Regions from separate parts of the Phocoena phocoena genome. Here region 2 is linked to region 1. A link is a contact called in public Hi-C data. All regions are on one chromosome and are shown on one strand. The core of a region is the stretch at or near the end of the contact, and the rest is flanking DNA. Distances in the headings are between cores, read along the strand shown.

The links. A called contact is a pair of places that touch in the nucleus more often than the background predicts.
Region 2: a contact with region 1 is called in a Hi-C map of kidney, with 11 times the contacts expected there. The contact joins the promoter of UBE2K here to the promoter of PDS5A in region 1. A contact is called at or near these places in 2 of 2 Hi-C or Micro-C datasets (kidney and lung).

Annotation. Positions count from the first base shown.
Region 1 is chr5:74,758,314-74,764,603 of mPhoPho1.1, forward strand. PDS5A (PDS5 cohesin associated factor A) reads left to right here and starts at 4,772. Exons shown (of 31, transcript XM_065877521.1): 1 at 4,772-4,912. The coding sequence starts at 4,772.
Region 2 is chr5:74,996,039-75,002,689 of mPhoPho1.1, forward strand. UBE2K (ubiquitin conjugating enzyme E2 K) reads right to left here and starts at 2,613. Exons shown (of 7, transcript XM_065877568.1): 1 at 2,551-2,613.

The DNA.
Region 1 (6,290 bases), core at 3,522-6,021:
TATGGGAGAGGGGCTGATGGAAATTAAGTGGGGGTAGAATAAGTCTCACAAAGCCAAGCTACTCTTTTATGCAACTATTGTTCTAATCACATCAAAGTCTTTTCCTCAAAAAGAATTTGCACTTAATTACCTCAAGGCTTTTTTTCACCTTGTGGTTATCTCTGTTAACTATTGCTCGCCCCACAAAAACTACTCACCACAACAACTCACCCTCCAATGCCCAGCCTCAAATGCCCCTTCCTTTGGGAAGTTCCCATAGCACCCCTTTCCGAGGCTCCCAGACAATATAATGTAAATCCCTGTTATAATATAAATCACACCCTTGCCTTGATTATGTTTCGTTATATGTCTGTGATTCCTCCATTAGACTCTGATACTGTCAAGATCAGGGACTTTGCCTTCTTGTTTTCTAAATATTTCCCCAGGGCCTAGTATAATGCCTTACCCACTGCAGGAGCTGAGTAACTGTTAAATTAACTTTTATTGATTTATTATTATTATTTATTTATTTATTTATTTTTTTCGCGGTACGCGGGCCTCTCACTGTTGTGGCCTCTCCCGTTGCAGAGCACAGGCTCCGGATGCGCAGGCCCAGCGGCCATGGCTCACGGGCCCAGCCGCTCCGCGCATGCAGGATCTTCCCAGACCGGGGCACGAACCCCCGTCCCCTGCATCGGCAGGCGGACTCCCAACCACTGTGCCACCAGGGAAGCCCTAAATTAACTTTTAAATAGCTTAGATTCTAAAAGACATTCTGACTCTCAATCTGTTCCAAGCACAGTCCTCCCCATCTCAGTTAGTGGTAACTTCATCCTTCTAGTTACACAGGTCAAAAACTTTGCTTTCTTGACTCCTCTCTTTTTCTTGTACCATTTTTCATCACTTCCACTGTTATTACCCAGTTCTTATTACCATCTCTCCTTGGGATTTTTGCAGTTGTCTTATACTTGGTTACCCTACTTTTACTTTTGCATCTCTACATTATTTTCAACCCAGCAGCTAGAGTGATTCTTTCATTTTACATATACTAAAAAATTATGTGGGGGCTTCCCTGGTGGTGCAGTGGTTGAGAGTCCGCCTTCCGATGCAGGGGACACGGGTTCGTGCCCCGGTCCAGGAAGATCCCACATGCCACGGAGCGGCTGGGCCCGTGAGCCATGGCTGCTGAGTCTGAGTGTCTGGAGCCTGTTCTCCACAACAGGAGAGGCCACAACAGTGAGAGGCCCGCATACCGCAAAAGGAAAAAAAAAAATTATGTGGAGCTTAGTATGTACCAGTTACTATTCTAGGCACTTTACAAATGTTAACTTATTTATCCCTCATAATGACCCTCTGAAATAGAAACTATTATCCTTGTTTTACAGATGAGGAAAATGAGGTACAGAAAAATTAATTTGTCAAAGGTTGCCTAGCACATAGAACATAAATCATATAATATCACTTCTCTTTTTAAAACACTTCCATCTCAGAGTACATGCCAAAGTCTTTCCAAAGGCCAAAGGCCTAAAAGGTTATATGTGGTCTGCATCTCACCCCTGCTTCTCTACTTTATTTTCTTCCATAGCAATTTATTTATTTTTTTTGTCTATCTCTCCCCAAACAAATTAAGCTCTACCACAACAGGTAGGGATTTTTGTCCACTTCCCCACCACAGATTTTTTTCTCAGTGCCCAAAACAATGCCTTGCATAATAGGCCCTCTTTAAATAATTGTTGCTCAAATGAATGTACCTCTTCTCATTTACACTAAGTGAAAACTTTTAAAAAAAGAAAGTAAAAACAAGAATTTCAGAATTCCTGAATTTTAGAATTATATAAATTCAACATTTTTATGTGTTATAATCCTTAGGGCTTACTATCCTATGAGTGTTTATAAAATCAAACAGTATCAAAAAAGTAATAAGTTGTATAAAATTAAAACTTATGGGTATATGCAAAACTCCATTTAATTATGGGTAAATTACTTAGAGCAAGAATGAAAACAAAAAGCAGCACTCTTTAGCTATTTAAATGTGACAGATTTTTAAAAATCATATGTGAGAGAAGAGCCTAAAAAGAGTGTAGGTTTTGGTCAATTTCATAGTTTGGATGAAGACAATCTTAAATGGATTCTGCCTGCTACTCTAAATGCCCAAGAACAAAGCTCTGACTTTTGGGCAGAGTTGTAGCAAATCAGCAACTGTGGTGTGTTAGATTCCAAGATGATTGTTCCCTTGTGGAATACCTGAAAAACAATTCAGTGAGGGCAGCACCTATATTTTTTTTTTTTAGAAAGAATTTTCAATATTTATTTGGTTGTGCTGGGTCTTAGTTGCAGCAGGCAGACTCCTTAGTTGCAGCATGCAAACTCTTAGTTGTGGCATGCATGTGGGATCTAGTTCCCTGACCAAGGATCAAACCCGGGCGCCCTGCATTGGGAGCGTGGAGTCCTATCCATGGCACCACCAGGGAAGTCCCAGCACCTATAATATTTTTAAGATCAAGCAAAGAATGTGGAAAAGACCGATGGATATCCATCAAGAATAATTTAAATAAATAATCGAATATAATTTTAAACTATGGTAGTGGTCAGTTTCAAGAGCTGCCTGCTATTTCACATTATTGTGTTCTTTTTTCAACTTCGTTTTCGGAAATTATGTACGTGCTTCTGAGGTTCATCTGCTTCAATTTTCTTTTATATTAAACTGCTCAAACACCACTGCATTGGGCTTTCCTTTGGATGAAAGAAAGTTATTCTTCGGTATACTTAACACTTAAAAAAAAATGAATTATTCCATATTCACAAGAGCCATCTATCTAATTTGTAAACACGCTTATTTCTGGATTCCAGTCTCATAGATCTTCATTCTCCAGGTTTGGGAGTGGAGTCCAGGATCCTACGTTTCAGACCTTTCTTTAAGAACTACTCGACTCAATGCTATTTTCATATTTTGCTGCTTTCAAAATACTAATTTTAGACATCTAAAGAGGGGAGGGCAAACTCTGGTGGCTGTCAGAAGGAACAAGAATGAGCGGCCCACGTTGTACCATGTTGCAAAACTTTTCCTCAGTTGGTAGATCCTCCGTCCCTGGGGAGGAAATCAGTTCATTTTCACCAAGTAATTCACCATTTTTCAACCATTTCCGTCCACGTCCCTCAGGATGAACCCCAAAAGTCATGAACTCATCTCCGCGGCATAAGATAAAGCCCTGTTCGTCCCGCTTGCCCTCACAGGGCCGCGGGGACCGGTTCGCTTCCCGCCAGCCGGGCTCCTCCTCCGCTCGCCTTTCGGGTCTAGTCCTCCCGGAGGCGTTCGCCGCGGCAGGTCTTGGCGCCAACCGGGTGGCGGCGCTGTCTGCCCCGCGCGCCACCGCCTCAGGCCCGAGGGAGGCGGAGGCACGGCCTGCGGAGGAAGGGGCGGGAGCGAGGCGCGCGCCCTTCTCTCGCGTGCTCCCGCACCGCTCGCGTGACCGACCGGTGGGTGCTAGAGGCGCCGGCTGCCCGGAGCACGGACTGCCGGGCGCGCGCCACTGCGAGGGGCGTCCGGGTCCGGGTTGGCGGACCCGGCCGGCGCGAGGTGCCGGCTGGCGGGCCCGGGGTTCCGGGGCGAACACACGAGCACACGCTCCCGGAGGAGCCTTTTCCGAGGCTGCTCTTCCTCGGCCAGACGGAGAGCGGCAGTGTCTCCCCGCCCAGCGCTCACTCGCCCCGCGTCTCCCCCCGCGGCGACTGCTCCTCCTCGGCACCGCCAGCCCCAGCGCCGCTCCGGGGCGGGCGGCGGCGGCGGCGGGACCGGCGGAGCCGCTTTGTGTGCAGCCCGGAGAGGGGCGGCGGCGCAACCACCTGACAGAGGCCCGGGCGCTCGATGCACCTTCCGCCCGCATGAAGAGGAGGTAAAGGCGGCGGCGGCTCGGCTCCCGCCCTCGGCTGGTGGAGGGAGGGGACGGAAGGGGAGACCGGAGCGGGTGGGGGGTGGGGGCGCGGGACCGAGGCCCGGCGGGGCTGCCCGGAGGTGCCGGTAAGGCCTCGGCGGCGCCGAGTGGCCGGGGGCGAGAGAAGCCGCCGGGGAGCCTCAGCCGAAGTTGAAGGAACAAAATGTGTGTGAAGTGCGGAGCCGCGTCAGCCGCTTCCTGGCTTGGGGTTCGGGGTGGAGGGCGGCTTGTTTTCCCCTCCCGCGGGGGTTGGGGAGCGGGACACGGGAGGGGCGGGAGCGTGGCGGGGACGCCTGGGGTTCAGCAGCTCTGCCCGGCAAGGGCGTTCGTCCCCGGGAGAAGCCGCTGCGTGTGGGTCCGGTTGGGTCCCTAGTTTTGAGGCCTAAGCCGAGCCCTATAGGCCTCGCGTCTCCTTTCCCGGAGGGGACCGGCCGGGCGGGGACTCGAGGCTTCTCTCTGACCGAGCGGGGGCTTTAGGGGTTTTGCCGGGCTCTCGAAGCCGCCAAACTTCGGACTTCGGTGTTTGGGGGTGGATTTCATTGTGAAAGGAGGACTGGGAAACTCCTGGCGCTGCCCGGGGCTTCCCGCGGCCGCCGGTGCCAGAGAGCCCAGTGGGCCCGGTGTTGGAAGGGCCCGCGTGGGTGGGCGCGGCGCGGCGGCCGCCAGGATCCAAGCCCCGGGAAGGAGCGGGTGGCGGGGCCGCCGCGAGTCCCCGGCCTCCCGGGAGAAAGGGCCCTTTGCAGATTAGAGATTTTTGAAATGAAAAAAGAGGTTACAAAGTCGTCCCTTTCCCGCTGAACTTTTGTTTTCTGACCGATAGAGGCCGGTAGAGGACTGTGAAAGAAAAGTTGTCCCCCAGGATGGACTTCTCGACCGCGCAGCCCAAGCCTGCCCCTGCCCTCTGTGGCGTTGTGAGTGCCGACGGGAAGATTTCTTACCCTCCGGGGGTAAAGGAGATCACCGACAAGATCACCACCGACGAAATGATCAAACGACTGAAGGTAAGCTCCTCTGGACCGAATGTTCACATTTCAGACGTTTGTGGTAGGAGGTGCTCTCTCCTGTGGTATTACAGCTCTGCTGGGCCTGGCCTTTAAGAGTTTCACTGACCAAGGCTTTTTTTTTTTTTTAGATATTTTACGTTTTCTTTTACCGCCTCTGAAAGGTATTGTTCTATCTTGGCTATATCTTTGGTGATTTCTGTTAGGGGCATAATCATTATGGGAAATTCGAAGGGTGTGTGTGATCTTTTTTAATCTTACTTTTTTTTAAAGTATAAGAATTCGAGTATTTTTTTAAGTTTTTTTTTTCTTTCTAGAAATATTTACGAGAATACTATGCAGAGTAGCTTGCAGCCTTAAAGGTAGGCAGTAATTTGCTTAGGAAGGTTTTCATCAACTTCTGAGGAGACTGATTTATCAAAGCACAAAAGGCATTTAAAAAATTATTACAATTTTCTAACATCCAGAAGCTTAAATATGTATATAGTATGGTTAAACTTTGACAGAAGATACTGACTTTTCATAATTTAGGCTTGAAGTAAGATGATGATTTATGTCCACATGTTCAGAGGGGTTTGTGTGTGTTTGTTTGTTTAAATATTTATTTATTTGGCTGTGCTGGGTCTTAAGTTGCGGCATGCGGGGATCTAGTTTCCTGACCAGAGATCAAACCTGCGCCCCTTGCATTGGGAGCACAGAGTCTTAACCACGACCACCAGGGAAGTCCCCAGAGGGGTTTTAAGAGAGAGTGATTATGGCTCTTTTTATGAGTCAGTGTATTTTTAAGCATGGTGGTCCTAATGTCAAGGTTGTAAGTTTCAGCCTTAGGTAAGTTAATTTTTTGCTTTTTGTTGCATGGACATAGATTGTGTATACAGCCTTACAAAGTAAGTGCTGTTCTTGTTAAGGGATCAGCTTGATGCAGTGTTTCTCAACCAGGACATGTTTGACCCCCAGGAGACATTTGGCAATGCTGAAGATGTTTTGGTTGTCACTATTGGGGCTGGATTGGAACAGGGTAAGACTGGAGACAGGGAGTCCAGCTAGGAAACTGTTAACAGTAGTCTAGGTCAGAGATGTTGAAATCATGAAGTAGGGCTATGATAGTGGGAATAGAGTGATAGGGAACGTTACAAGACACATTTCAGTGTTAGAATCAATCAGTGTTGGTGGGAGGTGAGGGAAGAAACGATGTTGACACTTTGCCAGTCTTTACCTTGGGCACTTGGTGAAATGTATTTTAAGGAATAATCTTGCCCCTTTGCTTTTAGAACTTATAGTGCCTAGTAAATGTTTACCATGTTATGAGTGATTAATATTTAAAGTATTCCTGTAGTTTGTTGTTAAAAATCTAATTGGATTCTGTGGTTTGTTGCCC
Region 2 (6,651 bases), core at 1,363-3,862, 240 kb after region 1:
CAACAGTGGCCACTTACTTCTTATGGCCAGAATTCAGCAAATGTCAGCTATCTTTACTAAGGCACTTAAAAGGGGGGAAAAAAATCCTTAAAATCAATCAGGAGTCTTAGTAAACACAAGCATATGAAATAAACTTTGGTAAAATGGAGATTTACATGAGGAAATACTTGATTAACTGACCAGCCACTCAAATACTGCATTTACCTACATAAAAAGGAAACACGTGGACTGTACTACAAGTTCTTCAATGAGTTGAAAATAATCAACATAATCCACTTATAGAACTGGACCTAGTAAAATATCAATTAAATAAAATATTGGCGAAAATAAAGCTATTTACTGGTTATATATTCCAATATCTGACCCTTTCCTAAATGTTCTTTTCACTTACTTTCCGGAATAAGTTTCATTCCAGATTTATAAAGGTACTGTCCTTAAAAAGATAAATTTTCCTGTTTGTATTTTCTGTTTTCTTCCTCTGAAACACTATGTCACTTGAAGCAAGGCTTCATCATCCCTTACTCAATATAGAGCTGTATTATTTTAACAATATGTATTACTATAGCAATACAAGATTTCTTTTAAGAATCAATTTAAGTACTAAGAATATCATGGTGAAAAGTCAACTCACATAATGCAGAGACTATATGAATTATGAGAGCAGTAACTTACCACTTTTAATTAATAGAAAATAACGCATTAAAGTCTTATATTAAGTGTCAGGCTTGTACAACCGTATCATAGAAGAAATGTTTTAGGCTACTGGCAACAATATTAGCTGCAAACTTTCATTAGGAAGATATATGTCAACTGTCCTGGAATATATTTTCTTTTTAGAGAAAAACTTAGAATCACTGTTTCACTGTATATCAGTACAGGCATTTACGACTCTTTTTCTGCACTGTACCACAAAAATACAAAGTCATCCTTCCATTCAGAGTTTTGGCACTTGAACAAATACAGAGGTCAGAGTACATACACATGCTCTGTAAAACCAATCATTACTTATATACTATTACATTCAGTAAATCTGCTAGGATTTGGCATTTTTAAATAATTTTAAAGAATTTTCTCCATGTCTAACTGGAAAAATACATAATCACTTTAGACTCAAAGTTCAACTGCTATCAGACTTATGTTAATAACTCATCACATACTTAGAATGCTGAATTTCACAAAGCATTAAGATCATTAAAGTACCAATGTAAGAGTAAAGTACAAATGGCAATAATACATCCAATAATGATATGTGACATCTTGAAAATAACGAGTCAGTATTTTTAATCTCTCTTTGTTGAATCCAAGGAGGAAAACAACCTAGCATTCTTCTTGATTTGGGTATGAAAAAAAAAACTGTACTGATTCGTTCATAATTTTGAGTCAAATTACTAAAACACTTTAAATATCTTACATTAATAAGTGCGGCTAATACAAGAGTATCTAAAATTTCCAAAGGACTCAAGAGCAGGTTAAGACAAAATTTTTTTTAATCATTTCAGATATAAATATGTTGGGATTAACCTACTTACTTAAAAAGGAAATATAACAATGTATTAATCTGCTGAAACCTCATGTTTTTTAATAGGGATGTTCTTCAAAAGTAAGAATCAAGTTAACTATGAGGGACATCATAATGAAGTTAACTATGAGGGACATCATAGTGAAGTTTCATGGCACAACACAACATTGTCACAGAGGCACTGTCTTGGGACACTCTGTAACTTGTAGACAGTATTTTGAAATAAGCTTCTCGTACACTCCATTATTTTATCCTAATCCTAGCTAAAAATATTTAAATGCCTTTAAAACACCAAACAACTTGCCTTTACCCAGTCAAAAAGCTTTAGATGTCAATCGAAAAGAGGCCTAGATGTCGGGGTAAGTAGAAATGAGATAACGGTCTAATATGGAATTAATTTCCTATCTCAGGTGAAAATTCCCTTATCCCCCCGCCCACTCAAAGAAGACAGCACCCCATTATGCCTTCTCTTCTCTCCCAATACCGAACTGAGAGGGAGTAACTCTGAACGTCCTTCTTTCATCAATACCTAAGGACTCGCACCGCTCCTCCCTTAAGGAAAGGACCGTGGCGGCCAGACCAGTTATAACCCAGAATACCCTTAAAAAGAGTGGGCCTTTGGGCAGCGCGGTTCTCCGGATCCAGTTACCACCTTTCCCCTTCCCCCAACCCACTTCCCGGGCTTTCTCAGGCTCGGCCTGCTCCCTCCCCACCCTACAGCCACACTTCCAGCTGTTGCCACTGCCTTGGGGCTCTCTCTAGAGCTCACACCCCGCCGATAAGCGCCCCTCCTCCATCCGCCCCCCTAGCTGTATTCCTCCCGAAACCACCCGCCCGCGAGACCGTCCATCCCAGGGCGCTGGGAGGGAGGGGAAAACGGCGGAAGGAGGGGGAGACTGCTGCTTCCCCACAAGCAGAAGGGTGGCAGCAAAGCAGGCCACGCGGGGGTTACCAGGGATATTGGGGTCGCCACTGGAAGGGCCCTCCCGCCCTGGGCTGGGGTGGGGGACGTCCGGGAGTTCATTTCTGACCTCCTCGCTCTTCAGCACCTCCTTGAACTCCCGCTTGATTCGCTGCACCGCGATGTTGGCCATGTCTCCGCCCGCAGCTGATTCGTACCCGCCTCCTCCGCCACCGTTACGACCACCGCCACCGCCGCCACCTCTTCCTCCACCGCCTCCTCCCTCTGAGAGTCACACCGGTGCACACGAACGCGGCCAACGCCACCCCTGCCGCCGCGCTCTCCTGAGCGTGGAATCACCTCCGCGCCCGGCCACCAAAATGGCGCCGGGTCCGCGCATGCGCACGACGCTGACCCGGCCGGGCGGCGCAGCCGCTGCCGTCGTAGCCCCTTACGCCACAGTCGCGAACCCGCGCAGCGCTGCGCCGCGCCTCGCGTCTCTGCCCGAGCTGCGGCCGCGTGGCTCCGCCCTGCCGGCGTTTGGGGCCAGGAAGGTGCGGCTTCTGCGCCGGCCGGCGCTACCCAGGCCTACCCGGTCTTCTCCGGCGCCTCCTCCTCTGTACGAACCAATGTGATATGGTCGAGGCTTCCAGAATTTAGCCTCTAACCGAAGGTTCGAATCCAACCTGACCGGTTCCCGCGGCCCCACTCCGCTCAGAGCGCCGCCCTGACTCAGCCAGACCCAGAACCCCCGGGATTAATGTAGTCGTGTGTGTCTAGTGTCTGAAAACACTGTCCCGGAACTCAGTCCGGCCCATTTTCTATTGGTAAAGAAAATCTACTGCGGTTCGTTTTTGTTCTGAAGCCATTATAATACTGTTACTACAATCAGCCCAGGATCTTTCCAGGTATAACAAATCATTAAATTAAGTATGGTCATTGTTGGGTCTCAGTTGTATCTAAGACCGCTTACTCCACGGAGATGTCTGAGAGTTCAGAAGCCGGATGTTGATCTTTGACCTACTTAGATAATTCATGCCAAGCCGTGGAACTAAAACCATAGTTTTTAAACTTGAATGTACATCAGAATCCCTGGAGAGCTTGTTTAAAAACAAACAAAAAAAAGATTGCTGGAGTGTAGTGTGGGCCTAATAATTTGCATTTTTAACAAGTTCCCAGGTGATTCTGCTCCTGCTGCTGGTTCAGGGACCACCCTATGAGAACCACTGAACTAAGCCCTGTAAAAATAGTTTATAAAGTGAACAATGGAGAAATAGTTGCTTCTTGGGGACGAAGGGCAGCTTCTGTAACCCTAGGGTCTACAACAGTGTCTGGAGCTAGTAGGCAGTCAATAAATATTGAATGAATAAATGAGTAAAGATAAGAGTAAAATGTTTTAAGTGGAAAGTAAATTTGAAAGTGGTTGCTAGGGCTTCCAGTAACTAATATGGTTTTGATGCTGAGGGATGCTTTGAATAGAGAACATTTTATAATAAGTAATAACGTTTATTTAGAAGTTTATATTTCTTGCATTTCGTTCACCTAACCAATCAGTAAAGTGTCCTATTAGAAGAATATCATAAATACACCGTCTTAGCAAAAATTACCAAAATTGTGGCAGTAGAAAAGAAAATAGCCACTGGGGGTGAATCATTCAGTGGAGGCACATGGCAAAAAAGAATTTATTGAACTCCTGCCGCGGGAACCAAGAGAGGATTTTAAATTCCAGCTCTCCTCCATACCAGCTTTCTCGGCCAAACTTGGTTTCCTCTTCTGCAAAATAAGGAAGCTGGATGAGATGATCTCTTTCAAGTTTTAAGAGTTTAGAAATCTAAAACATCATCTCGAAACATTCCCGTAAATGGACTAATTAACTGTAAAACCCTTCCAGCAGAGCCCCCTAGTGGTCCTAACAGGAACCGACTATACATGTGGGTCATGGCCCAATAAATTATTGGTATAATGTATAAATCATGCAATGCTATGTGAATTTGTGCTAGTACATTAAAAATAGTAATTTCGAAGTGTGCAAAAATTTTTTGAATACTTTACATTTATCACCTTCATTCAGTCCCCAATATTAATCTTGGAACTTCAAAGAAATTTACAACACTCAAATCACTGGGAGACTAATTAGAAGGGTATGCTAATTTCTTTGGGGAAGAGAGGTTTGGTAATTTTTAAATGCACATAACCATTGGTCCTGAAATTCCACTTTCAGTCCATTTTTACAGTCCTTCCAGAGAATGAGGCAACTGCATATAAACTGACCTGAGACGATCCTCAAAATACATTCTAAGGGAAAAAGAGCATTATGCTAAAAGCAATGTGGTATCCTGGATTGGACCCTAGAACCAAAAGGACATAATTAGTGAAATCTGAATAAATTCTGTAATTTAGTTAGTAGTATTGTAGCAATGTTAATTTCCTAGTTTTGACATGGTACTATGATTATGTAAGATGCTAACAGTAGTAGAAGTGAGTAGAGTATACAAGATTCTCTAAAATTTTCTGTAAATACAAAATTATTCCAAAAGAAAAATTTTATTTAAAAAAGCCACTATTAAAAAAAAAAAAAAGCCACTATTCAGTCCAGATTGTGTGTAGTATACCATGAAGTATGTGATGGAAGAAAGGAATATGCTTGTGAATCCATAAAATATCACTGGAAAAATACATCAGAAACTGACAGCATCATTGTAAAACAACTATACCACAATGAAAATAAATAAATAAAAATGTACAGAACATTAAAAAGAAAAAAGAGAAACTGACAGCAGTGGTTATCTCTGAGAAAACAGCTTAAGTTCCTTGGGGAAGGCAAAGTGGGAGACTTTTCATCATGTATCCCATTGTAAATTTTATCTGTTCAAAACTAATTTTTAAAAAATGAGTTTCCAGTAATGCAGATTATAAGCTCTTCACTATTATGATCTAGTTCTGATTGCTTACTTCATTACATAATTAATTAGACAAATAATTATTGAATGCCTACTATGTGCCAGGCATAATCTAAGCCCTGGAGGCATACTAGTGAACAAGACCAAAAAACCCCGCGAATCATAAAAGGATTTGCATTCTAGCAAGGATAAGGAAAAATTCATCTCAAAGTATAGTCTGAAGGCACCTGGGGGGCCCCTGAGATGTCTTCAAGAGTCAATGTGCAATGCCCAAACTATTATCATAATAAAACTAAGATATTATTTGCCTTTTTACTGTGTTGACATATGCACTGATGATGTAGAAGCAGTAGTATGCAAAAAATTACTAGTAATAATTTTACTAATGCTATACACTCACTATTTGAAAATGCCAGTTTCACTTTAGAATGTCTTCAGTGAAGCAATAGAATTTTAAAATTTTATTTATTTTATTTTTATTTATTTTTGACTGCGTTGGGTCTTCATTGCTGCGCGCGGGCTTTCTCTAGTTGTGGCGAGCGGGGACTACCCTTCATTGCGGTGCATGGGCTTCTCATTGCAGTGGCTTCTCGAAGCACGGGCTCTAGGTACGCGGCCTTCATTAGTTGTGGCGCATAGGCTCAGGCTCTAGAGCGCAGGCTCAGTAGTCTTGGCGCACTGGCATAGTTGCTCCGCCGCATGTGGGATCTTCCCAGTCCAGGGCTCGAACCCGTGTCCCCTGCATTGGCAGGCGGATTCTTAACCACTGCACCACTAGAGATGCCCCAGAAATTATTTTATTAAACTTCAACTTTAAAGTACATGTCAATATTCTATATGATACATGGGAAAGGTACATAAAGGACTTCTGCATACCAAAGTTCATGGTAAAGCACTTGTGCAAATGGTTGCATTGCAAGCTGAACTTAGCCACTTTTTTCATGGAACACCATTTTTACTTAAAATAATGATTGAGACAAACTATGTTTATTAAGAGTTGGGTATTTGGCAGGCATTTTATCAAAAATGAACAAGGTAAGCCTATCATGTCAAGGAAAACAACTGGCAGAATTTGTTGAAATGATAAAATTCAAGCTTTCAACTGAAAATTAGAGTTTTTTTTTTAACCCATAAGAAAACTTCTTAATATGCGTCTTATTTTTTAACAAATTATATACAGGAAGTTCTACACATATAATGTATGTACATTATAAACCACACAGATATTTTTTAAATGATACAAAGGCAAATAGGTTCTAATATTTTCTTTTCCTAACTCCTAAGGCATTAGAAAATTAGAGTTTTAGAAAACATATCTGCCACTGTGACTT